Linked DNA regions of Gossypium hirsutum: region 2 is linked to region 1. Evidence: chromatin contacts called from public Hi-C data. All regions are on one chromosome and are shown on one strand. Each heading gives the region's core, a stretch centred on a gene start, on an enhancer-like site or on the middle of the called end of the contact. The rest is flanking DNA. Distances are from core to core; before and after follow the strand shown. Region 1 has its middle 39 kb from the start of LOC107944519. Region 2 holds the start of LOC107919490.

Region 1 (7,839 bases), core at 2,301-4,800:
AAAGATCTCTCCAAATTTTTTGGAAAGTTCATTGTGTATCTTTTCCTGCAAATTATTTGGTTTTAAATAAATTTCAAATGAAGGACTTTTGGGAATTTTGACCAATGGAGCCAATAACATCCGTGAATTAATGAGCCATTAAACCCAATTTAACTTTTAAATGAAAGGAGTCATTAACTCCTTTTAATTCCAAATAGATAAGCTCTGTTGAGGAAAAAATAAGATTATGTATTGGGCTAAAATATCCGCAAGCCCAAAACATTTCGCATTGCCCACATTGTGCACTTGCAACCTCGACGGATTTTTGGATTTGCACCCTTGCATGTGAGGGAAAGCATTAGTTTAGTTATTCAATAACCACCAAGTCAATTCATATTTATAAACATATCCCATACTTGATATATAACCGATGTAGGACTAATCTTTCCATTTTCCTCAACATAATTCACAAGTGGCTTACTTTAAGGATCAATTTCTCATTCATCACTTAACCATTTTGAGCATATGATATATTGTTGTAAAGGTCTCATGGGGTAGAATATAAAATCATAATTTTATGATTCAAATCTCCACTTTTACTAATCGAGAATATGCCTCAAAGCTTCTAAAAGTCTATTTTTTCCAACAGTTTCAGCCTTGAATAACAACATTTCTAATTTATCAGAACTTGGAACAGTGTTGCATGACTATTTACTGCTTCATTCATTGTTTGAATTCATATATTTTCGCAGGATTTGATGATTAACCAATAAAGTGACACATCAACTTGCTAGGGTGACTTTATCCCCTGTTGATTGTCATTCGTAGGATATTGCTCCCCCTTCTATTTGTCATGTCTTAGAGTTGGATCGTTCATTGTCTTTACCTATTAACTTTAAGCGGCATTAAGCTTAGGTGTACGAGGTAAGCCTATCGACTTGGAAATCAGTAGTCTTTTAGGTTATAGGTTGCTTTTGTAATCCAATTTTAAAGAAATGAAGTTGTACTTTTAAAAAAATAAAATAAAAATCAATACTACATTTAGTAGGAGTATTAATTATCCATCATGTTTTAGTATTAGTTAGCAATAAACTAATTTAAATTGATAACTTTTAGTGACTCACATGGCTTATATTAAAAAAAGGGGAAATTTTTGCTTATTTTAAAAAGGTCTTATTTTTTACAAAAGTTTTTACTCATATTTTTAATTTTGATTTTAATTTACATTAACTATTCTTTATTTATGCTTAACTAACATATATAATAAATAAACTTTTTCTTAATATTATTACATTAATAACCAAACAAAGTATAAAACTTATTTATTTATGTCAAAATAAAAAGTTAAAACCCGCAATAATATGAAAATGTAAATCCAAAATATTCAAGAGAATGATGATAAGTATAAAATCATGTACCTACAAAATTATGAGTTGCAAAGTTTTGAAATTAGAGTCCGAATTAAATTGAAAACAACATATCTATATTCCCATTTTTGTCGAAAATTGGAAGGGCGTTGAGGTGATCGGGTCAAGTGGTGGTCAGCCGTCAGCTTGCGTTTGGCAATGGAACCATCAACTAAGAAAGAAACAATATTACGCCATTGCCTTTGAGTTGGCGCTGAGTGGGACAAGGACCTCGGCCAAGGATCATCAATGATGGATTATCATATCAGATAAGAAACGTATGTTATGAAGTACATCAATGCATTAATATGCATATTCTCCCCTCAACTTTAAATTTCATCTAATTACTCAAGATAAATATTTTAGATAGGTTAAATTTTATGGGTGGTCATTATATTTATTGATTATGTGGATTTAGTCCCTCTACTATTATTTGTTCAAAATAATCTTTTTACTTTTTGAGTTCCTTGTTTTCAGTGCTTTAAGTAAAAAAATTTCGTTATCTATTTGAAAATTACTTATAATTATAAATTTAGTTCTTCATTTTATAATTTTTATTAATTTAACAATACTTTTTTTTAAATCGCAAAAAGACTTGAGAGTTAATTTTGTGATTATGCCAAAATTTTAAATATAATTGATAATCTCAGGATTGAAAATGAACGATTTAAAAAATAGAGATTATTAAAGGCTTCCCTTTCTATAAAAAAAGAAAAAGAAAATTAAGACTCCTTTTGGATTGGGTTTTTTACCCCAACTGCATTGGGAATGAAAGGCAAAAAGTTACCCCCAGTAAAAGTACTAGACTGAAATAATTACCATTTCAACTCCTTAATTATTTTTGTTATTATTAATTTTATTTTTTAGTTTAAATATAATTTCAATTATTATTATGATTTTAAATTAATCTAATTTCAATAAATTTTTAATTGTAATTGACCCAAGATAAATTTAATTCTACTTTTTAATAATTTAAATATAAAATTTTAGGATTTATTATATATATACATTTTAATTTAATGTCTATGATGGTTATTTTCATGGTTATTTTTTTTAATCCCATTGGAATTAAATTAACTGACCATCCAAATGGACCCTAAAAAGGTAAAAGTATCATAAAGGCCCTTGTACTAGAGTCAGATTCCATTTTGCTCCCTTTACTCAAAAATTAAGCAAATTAATCCGTTTACGTTAGATCAACGGGCAAATTGATCTTTTTTGTTAGAAATTCCATCCACTTGTACTGTTAAAAACTAGTGTGGCTAGTAGAATAATCAAACAGCAACACATGGCGTGCCATGTGTACTCATGCTGACATACATGGACCAAATTTTAATAGTAGAATTGATGAAATTTTTAACACAATGATCAGTTTACTCTTTTATCTAATGTATATGGACTAATCTACTCATTTTTTTAGTAGAGAGGCAAAATGCAATCGACTCTTAGTGTAGAGTCGTCCATGATATTTTATCACCTTAAAAACCAAACTTTTAATATAATTTGAAATGGTTAAATTACATTTTGGGGCTTGAACTTAGCAACTCTTCCCACATTGAGGCCTGAATTTTTTTTTGTCCAAGTTAAGCTCTGAACTTGGCAATTGTTCCCATATTGGGGTCTAAACTTTTTTTTAGTCCAAGTTAGGCCCTAAATTTGGCAAATGTTCCCATATTGGAACTTAAACTTATTTTTATCCAAGTTAGTCCTTAAAAACCCTATAGTTCAGGCCTTAATGTGAGAACAATTACTAAGTTCACAGCCTAACTTTAACAAAAAAAAAGTCCCCAATGTAAAAAAAATTGTCAAGTTTAAACTCTAATATAAAAATATTTATCAAATTTAGAACTTAATCTTAAAAAAAATTCAAACCAGAATATTAAAAAAATTATAATGTTTAGTTCCCAAAATAATGAAGTAATCCAATTTGAAAAGGTTGATGGTGAGCATGTTACGCTTAAATTCCCAAATATACCACTTTTAACGTCTCTCTCTTAGCCCTTAGGAAATCGGGAAGCATTGATAACGTTCACGCGTCAGACATACACATTTGCACTTCCAAACAACAAACCAAATAAAAATCCTTTTCCCTATGTCTGTATCTCCACTTATCACTAATGATTCTCTCACCTTTTCTTCCTATTACAGCCCTCCTAAAAAAAACTATTATTCCCCAAACAAAACAAACAAATAATCACTACTACACCATACTCAGATTGTGGTGGCCTGCTGTGTGGGTGGATACATACAAAGATTTATTGGCATCTTTTATTTCATTTATTATCACTTCTTTAATTTAGGGTAACTGCATATATGCATGGCTTGCATGTGAAAAGGTAGAAAAAGAAAGAATAAATTGTTTGAGTTTGAAATAGGGTTTGGTCGACCAAGAATTTTGGCTTCATTGAAAAGGGTTTATATTCATATTGCTCAGTCATTTTCGAAATGGTATAAACCTACAAGATTGACATGTTTGGTTTAGGTCATTTTTCAAAGATAACATTGTTTTCCCTAATAAACAAATAAATCAAGCAATGCCAAGTGTGGCAATTTATTTTTCCTTTTACTCTAAAGTTTTTCAAATTTGTCATGCAAAATAAAATGCTATATTTATATCCAACTTCTGCTTTTATATATTGTTTTGAGGGAGAATATATACATAGTTCAAAATAAAACTAGTTTGATTGTGGTTGTTAGCACCCAATTTCATTTTCAAGGGTGTAATGACCCGAAATTTGACTAATAAAACTAATTACCTTAAGCTAAGCCATAATCTATTATTTTCGGCCATTTGGAGCAATACTAAAAATACTCATGGTGTCCTTATTGAACCACCTAAAATAATTAAAATTAATTTGAAGGGAAAAAAAAAAGGGTTTAAGTGATGAGGATTAATAGGGAAGAAAGTTCCAATAGATGGGAAAGAATTGTAAGAGGGACAACTTTAACTTTATTTATTTATGAATAAATATTTGATATACTAATCAAAATTTACTACTTCATTTTTTTATTAACAAATTATTGAAATGATGAGGCTATTCAAAAAGAAAGGCTGTGGATGTTTCCCTCCTACTTGAATACAAAATTACAAGAGCACACCACACCCCCCCCCCCACCTTTCAATTTCATATATAGCATAATATTTCAGTGTTTCTTTCCTTTACATCCACGTTGCCTTGCATTTTATCTCATCTCTTTTTGGCTATAATTCATGCTTTCCTTCTCATCTATCACACTTGTTTTCCTTTAAAAATATATTTTGGCACATTTCCCCATTTCAAGTCAGTCCTACCTAGATGATCTCTCCTCTCTTCCTTATCATCAATCACCTAATTCCATAGAAAAAAAAAACTAAGAGAGTAGATTCATTAGAGAGGATTGGGAAATGTTAATTAGCTTGACTTTAATCTTTTTCTAAAGCAAAAGGTAAAATTTTAACTATAGCTGGAGTACTAGAATTCTTTTTGGTATAATGATATGTGTATTCACCCATTTTATGATTAAAGATTAATCTTATTTAAGTTGCGGTAGCATTTAAATAAAATCCTCCCAACATTAATAATTTCGTGATTGGAATTTGGATCAAAACTTGGTTCAAATGCTTGAAGAATAAGTCCATTGCCTCATGGATAAACTTGTTTATGGATCAAGTTACTAATCTAAGCTCGAAGGTCTACTCGAAATATGGAAGGATTCAGATAGTAGTATGAGGCTCGAAAAATAGACTTGAGCAAAAAAATTAGACTCACTTAATATATGAATTGGGTTGGGATTTTAACATTTAAGGCTTGAACTTGACTTGATCCAAACCATTTTATACTTTTGTAATATATATTTGTTTTTATATATTGTGTAAATTATATCACAAAAAATTAAAACATATAATAATACAATACTATGAGCGAGCCTAAAATAAATAAATTTGAGTAAATTTTTAAATTCATATTTCGAGAAGTCCTAAATAAATATAAAATATATTAATATCATATATATATATATATGTTTGAATGGTTTCTCACTTTTTCCATATTTGAATTGATAAGTTTTCCAAGGCATTTCCAACTCCCTAACACATGCACCCTGCATTCTTTCATTTCCCATCCTTCCAAATTCAAATAATTCAAACATCCCCTCACTCTTCTTTGATTGAGGTGCATTATATTGTGAGGGAGGGATTTTTTTTTTAAAATTATAAAGAGATTGCATATGTCCCACTCATAAATAACTCAAAATAATAAGCAATTAAGCAAGTGTGTGATTTGGAAATATTATTAATTGTTTCTAGTAAGTATAACAAATGATAATTGAATTTAAAAGATTTCTTTCTTTGTTGGCAATCATAAGAAACTGTTCACTTGTGAGAGAAAACATGCACCAATTTTGCCTAAATTTTAGAATCATTTTGGTTCTAATTCATCATCTCTTTTGACCTAAATATATATATAAATAAATAAAAAGTCTCAAATAAGAAATGATACTACATGCATCAATTTTTTTTTCTTAATACTCTGGATAAAATTATTTTTTTTAAAACTAATTTTATTTCATGAAATTTAAAGGAAAGCAGGTTTGGACCAACCATAGGCTAAATTAAGAACCAGATCCATATAGCAGTCCCCATTACTATTAGGCCTAAATTGTCTTTATCAATAAAGGGTCCCAACTCTTCCAAAATCTGAAAATCAACAAAATTAGAACTGTGGCAGTTGAAATCAAGCACATCATGTGCTGCGCATGTGACTTTGGGACACTTGAAAATTCCAAAGTATTTTCAGTGCAAAAATTTAGTACATTGGTACTTGCTCTTTGTTTGTTATGGGGATATAATATATGTATTTTAATTAATCCCCATGTCTGAGTCTCAATCTTAATTAATTATTGACTTTTTAAAACATATTATCTGTTTCATCAGGCCCATTGCTTATTACTTCATTATAACAACAGCCCAAAATTAGGAGGTGGGTTTTTCTTAGTTGTAAAGATTATGGAGGACCAAATTTAAAAATAAATAAATAAACATATTGATTAATAATAAAAGATGACAAGAAGATGAAGATTTGACATTTCATCAATTTGTCTTCTTCTTTCGGTGGTGGCTTTTGGGTTAGGAAAAAAAAAATTAAAGTTCAATCAGCTTAATTAACCATTTTCTTTTGTCTTATTAGTTGGATTAGGTTAGGTTCTTTCTCACTCTCTTTTTATCTCAAAATTGATGTCCATCATTTAAATTTTCCCTAAGAAAAATAATTTCTTTTACTTTTTCGTTTTGAGACACACAGTTTGAAAATTCAAACAAATAGTTGAAAACCCAAAAAAATCTCTTTATATTTCATATTATTTCTAATAAGAAAAATATCGTGGAGGACACTATATTAAGAGTCAAATTACATTTTGTTCCTTTTATTTAAATATTGAGAAACTTAGTCCATATATGTTATATCAAAGAGTAAACAGGTCCTTTTTGTTAAAAAAATTATTAATTTCTATTGTTAAAAATTAATATGGCTAACGAAATAACCAGATAGTTACACGTGGTGTGTCCTGTGTAAATCATTCTAACATATAAAGACTATTTTTTAAAGTAAAAATAGATGGAAGTTTTAATAGAATGATCAGTTTGTTCTTTCATTTAATGTATAGTGACTAATTTTTCTTTCTTTTTTTTAGTTGAAAAAATAAAATGTATTAGAAGATTTAAGAAACAAATCGGGGAATTGATCATCAAATTCAAAGCTATAATGTTGATGGCTAATGCGCCAAAAAAAAAAAAAAAGCAAAGATATTGGGAAACTTAAGCTTGGTTTTGGGGTGGCTTTGGAGTCACTTGTTTGGATTTGGTTGCTTCAATATGATCCCTTATGAAACACGTTCAAATGTGTGATTCGAAACCACAATTTGACAGGATCCACCTGCTTCAATTGACTTATTTTTATTGTTTACAATAATCCCAAATTGCACCTTGTCAATGAAGCCATGGATATTAACTATTAAAGCAAATGAGATAAGCCATACTAATTGGAATATATCCTTTGGACAGACAATTTGTAGCTGTTTGAAGGTTTAAAAGCCATAGTAGGGACCATAAGGGAAGCACCAATCTTGATTATTATCATTATGCTTGCTGCTTTTCTTTGGTTTATCTCCTCAGGCTTGCTTAACTAACCTTGTATTTTGTTTTGTATCGGTCATTTTCAATCTTTCATTATTAAGAAATTTGGGGAAGATTTGGAGGTTTGGGTTAGATATATATATATATATAAACAAGTCATGATAGTAGACCAAGAAATTGGATAATTTTAGTTGGATCAGCTCAGCATACACGTTTTTAGCCCCCCAAAAATAAAAGTTTCAATCAATACATAATTTTGTAACTGAAAATTATATACATCTACTTGTTTTAATGATCCATGTTTTAACAATCAACGATAAACATATTGTGGAGGCTCTATATTAA
Region 2 (7,839 bases), core at 2,558-5,057, 100 kb before region 1:
ACTTCCAAGATAGAAACACTTGGGAAAACCTTTGACAAACAAAGGGTCACATCATCCAAGCTCACTGCTCCTTTTTGGAGAGGTTCACCACTGTCAGAAGATCCATTTTGTCGAAGCTTTGAGTACTTTGCATTCCCAGTTACAGGTTGTAGGATGTAGGCGTGCTCTTCTATAGGATGATCAGCTGGTCTGCCATCTTTTGTACCGAATCTGAAAACCTGCAGTTCAATGGAAACAAGGAGAATCTAGGTTGAGAACCAAGGAAAGTATGAATGAACAGACATGGACAAACAGGTTAAATTCAAAGAGTGACAGAGGCCTACCTGAATCCACTCAGAAGGAAGTAAATCCTCCCACAGCTTATCGATATGCCACGGTAATATATCAGAGTCCAGATACAAAGCAAGTCGATCCAGTTCAACTGACTATAAACAGGGGGAATAAAAACACAAAAAGGTCATCATAGATAATAGCTAGAATACTGGGAAGGAAAGGAAAATCAGGGAGCATGGAATTAAAAGCATGAGAAAGTCTCAGAAAAGCAGTAGTGAGCAGAAAACAGCTCCAGTTTTTATGGTGGTGTGATGATACTAATTGTGATGACTAACAATGCCTTTTCCAGAAGCAATTAACAGCCATGACAGTTAGGACAATGGAATCAAACAGTTGCATAGAGGACCCAATCATCATCCAATTTAATTGGTAATAACACACTAAAAAGTTTTAAAAAAAAATGGCAAATGTCAAGCCTAGGATTAAGCAAGTCATAGTTCTGTTGTTGGTAAAGAATTTTAAATCTGACAACCAGTAAAAGAACAATATATTTTGCTAAAAATCAACAAGCAATCCAACAACAAACAAATTTATTTCTATAATTATAAAGAATGTATTCATGATGACAATCTGGCACAATTCTTTTTATGATGATCTTCATTCAATTAACTTCTCTCCATCAAAAGTGATTCAAACAATAAAAAATCAAGTTTGATATTTCACTATAAGAGAAACCTTCTGTATACGATCCAGTGCACCACCGGTAACAAAAGTCTCCTTCCCGCTGTCATCAACTGTTACAGCTGAGAGTTTCTCCAATGTAAGGCCAGCAGCAAAAGGATGGCCAGGATTGCTAAAATGGGAAGGGGCAAGAAAACACCAGTAAGTTCCACATGAATTGTTAAAAACATAGAACATTAACCATTAGGCTTTACTTTACCTCTCAAGATCCTCATATCTGATGTGAATATTTGATATTGAGAGCTTCAAGTTACCAATTATTGTGCTGATAAGGGATCCCAACCATGATTTATTCTTCAAACACAAAGGTGGATTTTTATCATAATTAGCTACCAAATATAAAGTTGTCTGAAGAAAAGATTCGAAACACCAATACTTTTTGACTCGTGCACAATAAATATTTGCAAATTTCAGAAGTTAAATGCAGAATCAAGGAAAAGGAAGTAGAATACAGTTGAGCTCTGCATACAGAAGATAAAACATAGCTTTTAGTCTACCCTACCTCATAGCACCTGTGAGTTCTAAAGGTTGGAAATATTTGTAAACACTGAACCTTATCAAGGCCATAAGAGTTCATGGATCATAAAGGAGAAAGTTTATGTAAGGTAAAATAAAGTTTAAAAGGTAAAAAGCCTAACTGTTCAAGCATATAACCATGTGAAGAAACATGACCAGCTAATTACAGTCACTATTTCAATTTTCAAAAGTACTATATAGACAATCTCATCAAAATACCATTTCAGACTTCAAATGATGCATTCTCTCCAACAGCTTCATTTCCATTTCCTATCATCACCAACAAAGATTAAATCAGTAAATATATAAATTTAATTTTCAACCACATCTTATTCTTCTACGTTTAACATTAACAAACACACTGCTCACCCGGTCTTACCCGTACTCGGTTTTTCTTAGCTTCTTGGATAGCATCCTCACTACACCCTTCAACAAAAGTTGCAGGTTCAGCTAATAGAAAAATTTGATCCAAGTAAACCAAAACTGGATCCTGGCCGAGCCTACTCCATGGAACCTGAAATCAGCATGTAAAACATAGGAACTTTACAAGAATGCAACAAACTTTTGAAGAACTATACATGATGTCAAAACTGGCACCAATCACTTAAGCTGGAGTTGTTGCCCCCTCTTTGGGAGCCGGAGGATTAACTTCCAAGGTTCAAATCTCATCTCCCCACTCAGACTTCCTCACATAAACACCCCCCCCCAAAAAAAAAAAAAAACGCCATGCAACACTAAAAGTTTTATTATATTACACTTCAACTCCATCATAAACATGTCTGGTGTAGCATATTACCACCCAGCCACCACTTCCACACAGTCACTGTACCACCAACATCGTCTCAACCATCTTTAACAATAACTTCATACCTGAATTAGTTTCTGAACCTCATAAATTTCACCCTCATGGATCTAGGATTATAATTTGTTCACTCTATTTTGTATTTTATATTTCATCAAACAGCTGCAAGCAAGTCTAAAAAATTAAGAACATAGAGCCTGGCCTAATAATAAGAATTTGAGACAACAATAGCTACACCACAAACCTTAAGTTTAACTGATCCAAGAAATCCTGCCTTGACCTTCACTGGCAGCTTTAATGCATTAAGTGCCTCAGGCTTCAGTTGCATGTTAGTTAGCTCAACATCACCTGTTTTAAATTTGAGAAAGTTAAGTGAAGATATCAAGAAAGCAACAGAATCCAAGGGAACTAACATACAAATAAATTGCACAATCTTTGAAAGATAAGTCTTGAACATCATAGTCCATACCACTTTCACCAATCAACTTTAAAACCTTCTTGTATCTCCCAATCATATCTTAAGCAACCTCAATCTAATGTTGTTTGTCGAGTATTTCAAACTCTTTCTTAGATTTCCCTCAATGTCCTAAAGTTTTTTCAAGTTTTTGCCCCTTCTAAACATTTGGGTGGAGTATAATTTTTATCAAATGGAACTCACGTTAGTAGATAATAGACATCCAAGCAGAAGTGAACTCTTAAAATCATGGTGGCAAACATGCTCATAACCCATGCCTATAACTCCAATAAAAATTAATTAACAGTCTTAGATAGCATGTTTATCACTTCGAACCAATACTAAAATTGTCTTGATTCTATCAACATTTCCATCCACAATAAAAGATTAAGCAAAACAGAAAGTAGATAAATAATTAGTCCAAAACAAACCAATTTCGAAAACACTCACTCACGATTAAATCACATGACAGAATAAAACATTCAAATTAAACGTAAAAAACAATAGAAGAAGCATAAACAAGAAAAAAAAACCCTTAATGAACATTTTCGATAATAGACACAATAACCCAACAGATAAAAAAAACGAAGTGATGAAAAAAGACACAAACCTTTCCAAACACTGATCTTAAGAGCTTCTTTATTGAGACCTCTGACATAGTTCCCCAAATACCTCTGCAAGAGGTACGCCACTTGATCCTCCAACATCTTCCCTGTTCTTTTTCTTTTTCTTTATTGGAATCTTCAATCTGAACTATGCGAGATACTGTTCATAAAAGGAATCTAAAATGTAAAACATTGTAAATTTTTGAGGAAAGAAGGAAGAAAACTTGAATAAATAGCGGTTACACAAAAAAAAAAAAAGGTGTGGGTTTTTCTCAAAAACACGCCAGCACCTTTTGAATGGAAGGTAGTGACTGACTGGAATACGCTAGAGTAGGGAGAGTCGTTACAGTTATAGAGCAGTCCATGGGTAAGTCCTTCATGTAGATCTTGTTTATTTGACTTTGACTTTTTTAATCAGTGGCAACTCAATATTGGTTTCTGTAATATGTGATGCGAAAGTTATGGTATTTACAGCTCAGCTGATTGGAATAAAGGGTACTATTCTCCCCCAATATTACTATTGTGCCATTATAAGAAAGGCGGTGGCGCGCAGCCGTTTTGCCTTTGCAAATTTTGACACCTAAGCTTTGTTAAACGTTTGCCGTTAACTCATCTACATCGTAGTAATGGATATATTTTTGCTTGCCCTTTTTTTTGCTCGAAAGATTTTGAGTTGTTATTACTTAGTATTAGTTTTTATATTTTAATTTATGTATTTCTTACTTTTTCAATTTTAGGTTTCATCTTTTTAAGATTATTAAATTAAATTTTGTTATTCTTAAAATCGTAAAGTAAATAAGTTAAGGATTCGGCTGAAGTTTAATTATGGAGAATATGTGGATCTTAATGGTCTTAGTGGAGGGTTATTTTTATGGTAGAAAGAAGGTCTTAAAGTTCAAATAATGGCTGCTAATATAAACATTATTGATACTTTGGTTTGTGATATGGGTAAGGGACAAAGCTCTCGGATATGTTAGATTTATAAAGCACTAGTGTTTCATGACACACAAGTTATTTGGGTTATTTTGATACGAAAATCTAGAACCGTTGTAGGCCCTTGGATGTGTATAAGGGATTTTAATGATGTTAAGGACTTAGAAGAGATGAATGGGAGCAAAATGAAAGCAGATAGGTGTTTAAGAAGTTTTCAGAATTTTATTGAAGGTCGTTCTCTTATTGATTTGCCCGCTAAAGGTCAATTTTATACTTGGTTCAACTCTATAGAGGGGCAGGTGATTAGAGAGCGGCTTGATCGAGTTCTGGTTAATAAAGAATGGCTGGATATGTTCTCAGACTCGTTGGTGTTTAATCTTTTTGTTGTAGGTTCGGATCACTCCCCAATCGTTTTGACTACTGATCGTAAAGATAGACAGGCTCCAAGGAGATTCAAGTTTGAATTGATGTGGGCAGATCTCGACGAATGTGAGGAAATTATAAAAGAGGGTTCGGATCAGTTTTTTATGGGTCCTCATGCTTTTTATCTGTTGCAGAAACTTAAAGGTGTAAATGTCATTTAATGCAGTGGAGCAAGAGTGTTTGTTGGGAATAATAGGGTTGTTATTGATTATTTGTTGGAGAAAATTGAGATTTTTCAGAGGAGTATGAACTGAAAGTTGAATTGAAAAGGGTTTGGAGTCTAGAGGAGAAATACTGGTTCCAGTATTCTAGAGTTAAATGGCTGGAGTTTGGTGATAAGAACACCAAATTCTTTCATCAAACAACAAAGTACTTGAGGCAATTCAATAAGGTGTTACGTATTAAAGATGAATCTAGTGTTTGGCTTGATGAGGAGTTGGATATTATTAAAAAGTTTAGGGGGTTTACCATAGTCTTTTTCGGACCGATGGTGTTAGGGAGTGGGGAAATACGATTAATTATGTGCCTAAAGTGGTTTCTGTTTATATGAACGAGTAGCTGGTTAAGAGAGTTCCGGAGGAAGAGATAAGAGCTGCGGTTTTTCAGTTGGGTGCTTACAAGGCTCCTAGGCTTGATAGTTTCAATGGTTTTTTCTTTCAAAAATTTTGGGAGGTTGTAAAGGAAGATGTAATTAAAGCAGTAGGTAGTTTTTTTTCATAGTGGTATACTTTGTAGAGAGATGAACTGTAGAGATATAGTTCTCATTCCTAAAGTATAAGTCCCTAAAACGATCTTGCAATTTAGACCCATAAGTTTGTATAATTTTGTTTATAAGATAATAACGAAGGTGCTGGTGAATAGAATGAAATCTTTTCAGGGAGAACTTATGACATATAATCAAAGTCCTTGTGTGAGTGACAAATAGATACATGATAATATAGTGGTAGAGAAATTTTTCATTATTTTAAGCTTAAGAAGAAGGGGAAGAATGGTGAAATGACACTAAAAGTAGACATGAGTAAGGCATATGATAGTGTGGAATGGGGTTTCCTTGAGGAAGTGATATTGAGATTGGGTTTTGATGTTAGATGGGTCGGCTGGGTGATGGAGTGTGTTAGGACTGTGTGGTATACTTTAATTGTAAATGATAAACCGTCAGATAAGATTGTTCTTAGTAGAGGTATTAGGCGGGGGAGCCTCTACTGCCCTATTTATTTTTGTTTGTCATGGATGTTCTGTCTAGAATGATTATTGTTGAAACACAAGCACATCACCTAAGTAGTGTCAAACTTTAACAGTCTATGTCCAGTGGTTTCCCATCTTTCTTGCTTTCTTTTTTTTGGCAGATGATTCCCTATTTTTCTTGAAGGCATAGATGAGAAAGTCTCAAGAGCTTATGCTTTTACTTGAACAGTTTGGAAGGCTTCGGGGCAATCAGTCAATCGAGACAAATCCAATATTGTCTTTAGCTCAAATATGGACATGAGAATCAGAGTTGAAATTGTCGCTGTGTTGGGAATTCCAAAAGCGAGATGTCCAGATTAATATTTGGGTTTATTGGGTAAAATCAGATGTAAAGTTTTGGGCTAACATTAAAGATAGGGTGTTGAACAAAGGTGCAATGTTGGAAACAACAAATCTTATCAATGGGTGGTAAGGAAGTTATTTTGAAAGCAGTTGAATGTGTTGTCCCAATCTATAGTATAGCATGTTATAAATGGCCAAAGAAACTTTGTTTTGATCTCAATAATGCTACGGCTCGGTTTGGTCAAAGAAAGGATGAAAGTAGGGTGCATTTGAGGAGTTGGGAATCTTAACAATGGATAAAATGGCCGTGGGACTTGGATTCAAGGATCTTGAAGCTTTCAACATTGCATTGCTGGCCAAACAATTCTGAAGATTGGTTCAAAAACTAAATGCGTTGTGGGCTAGGGTTTTGAAGGCCTTATATTTTCCTCATGTTTGAGTTTATTGATGTTGTGAGGGGTTCAAGAGCGTCATGATTTTGAGCAGTGTATTGGTTGGTTGAGATATTTTAAAAGATAGACTACTTTGGCAGGTTAAGGAAGGGATTGTGGTGTCTATTTGGAGTGACCACTAGATGCCTAAACTAAATGCTAAGCTTCTTGAACTTGTAGCTGGTGCGGGCACGTACTTTCCAAAAAAAAGTTGTGGAATGGATGAATAAAGAGGAAAGGGTATGGAAGGATAAGCCCATTGGTAACTGGATTTTTTATGAGGCAAGGTGTGCAGTTAAAGAAGTCGCAATTTGTCAATCAAAGGGAAAGATTCACTTATATGTCCATATGTAAATACAGGAACTTAATCTGTTAAATCTAATATTCTGAGTTGAAGAAATATTCCCTTTAAGGTGGAGCTTCGAAGCCTTCCTCTTCTAGACAAATCAACAAAAAGCATTGGAAGCTTCTTTGGAGTTTGAAGGTTCCAAGTAAAATCAAGCATTTTTTGTGGAAGCTGTGTACTGATTCAATTGCTACATTTGTAAATCTGTTTAAAAGAAGAGTTGTTTCTCAACCTTTATGCCCAATATGTCAGCAAGAGGAGGAGTCTATTGAGCGTATGTGTTTTGGCTGTGAATGGACTCGTGGGGTTTGGTTTGTTGGTTAGAATGGTCTCAAAATCGAAAGGGATAAAATTTGCAAATTTGATAAATGGTTTTTTAAGGTGTTGTCTTGTAAAGAACTGTTGGTGGAGGATAAAGTATGGGTGCCATTTACTGTTTGGTATACATGGAAAGGCAGACGCGACGTGTCATTGGAAAAAAAGGAAGTGGATAATAAGGGTACAGTTGATAAACTTACCTTTGCCATGAATGTAGTGTTAGGTTCTTTTCAATTTAAGAATAAAATTCACTACAATGTTTCCTGTTCTGCTGATAAGTCCAGGGCCCTACAAGAAGGTTTTGTCAAGATGAACTGCGATGGAGCTTTCAAAGAAGCAACAAAGGAAAAGGCTCTTGGTATTATTTCCCTGGACGTTAATGGTAAAATGCTAGGTGATGGGGCCAAAAAGGTGCATGTTCATAGTGCCTTACGAGCTGAAGTGAAGCCTATGCTGTCAAAGAGGGTCTA

The links. Hi-C and Micro-C count contacts between places; a contact is called where the count stands out from the background.
Region 2: a Hi-C map of leaf shows a contact between it and region 1, with 4 times the contacts expected there. The contact joins the promoter of LOC107919490 here to the enhancer-like site in region 1. A contact is called at or near these places in 4 of 34 Hi-C or Micro-C datasets (callus and leaf).

Annotation. Positions count from the first base shown.
Region 1 is chrA08:113,084,627-113,092,465 of Gossypium_hirsutum_v2.1, reverse strand. No RefSeq gene overlaps it. Among protein-coding and RNA genes, the nearest start is that of LOC107944519, 39 kb to the right of the region's middle. Within about 2 kb of position 3,550, at least 3 of the 9 cell types and tissues checked have an H3K27ac peak or open chromatin away from gene starts, as enhancers often do. A contact at or near this core is called in leaf, where this site is marked.
Region 2 is chrA08:113,188,296-113,196,134 of Gossypium_hirsutum_v2.1, reverse strand. LOC107919490 reads right to left here and starts at 3,807. Exons shown (of 65, transcript XM_041074825.1): 1 at 3,682-3,807; 2 at 3,397-3,551; 3 at 2,577-2,680; 4 at 1,910-2,044; 5 at 1,750-1,800; 6 at 1,214-1,308; 7 at 1,009-1,126; 8 at 324-425; 9 at 30-218. The coding sequence starts at 3,493.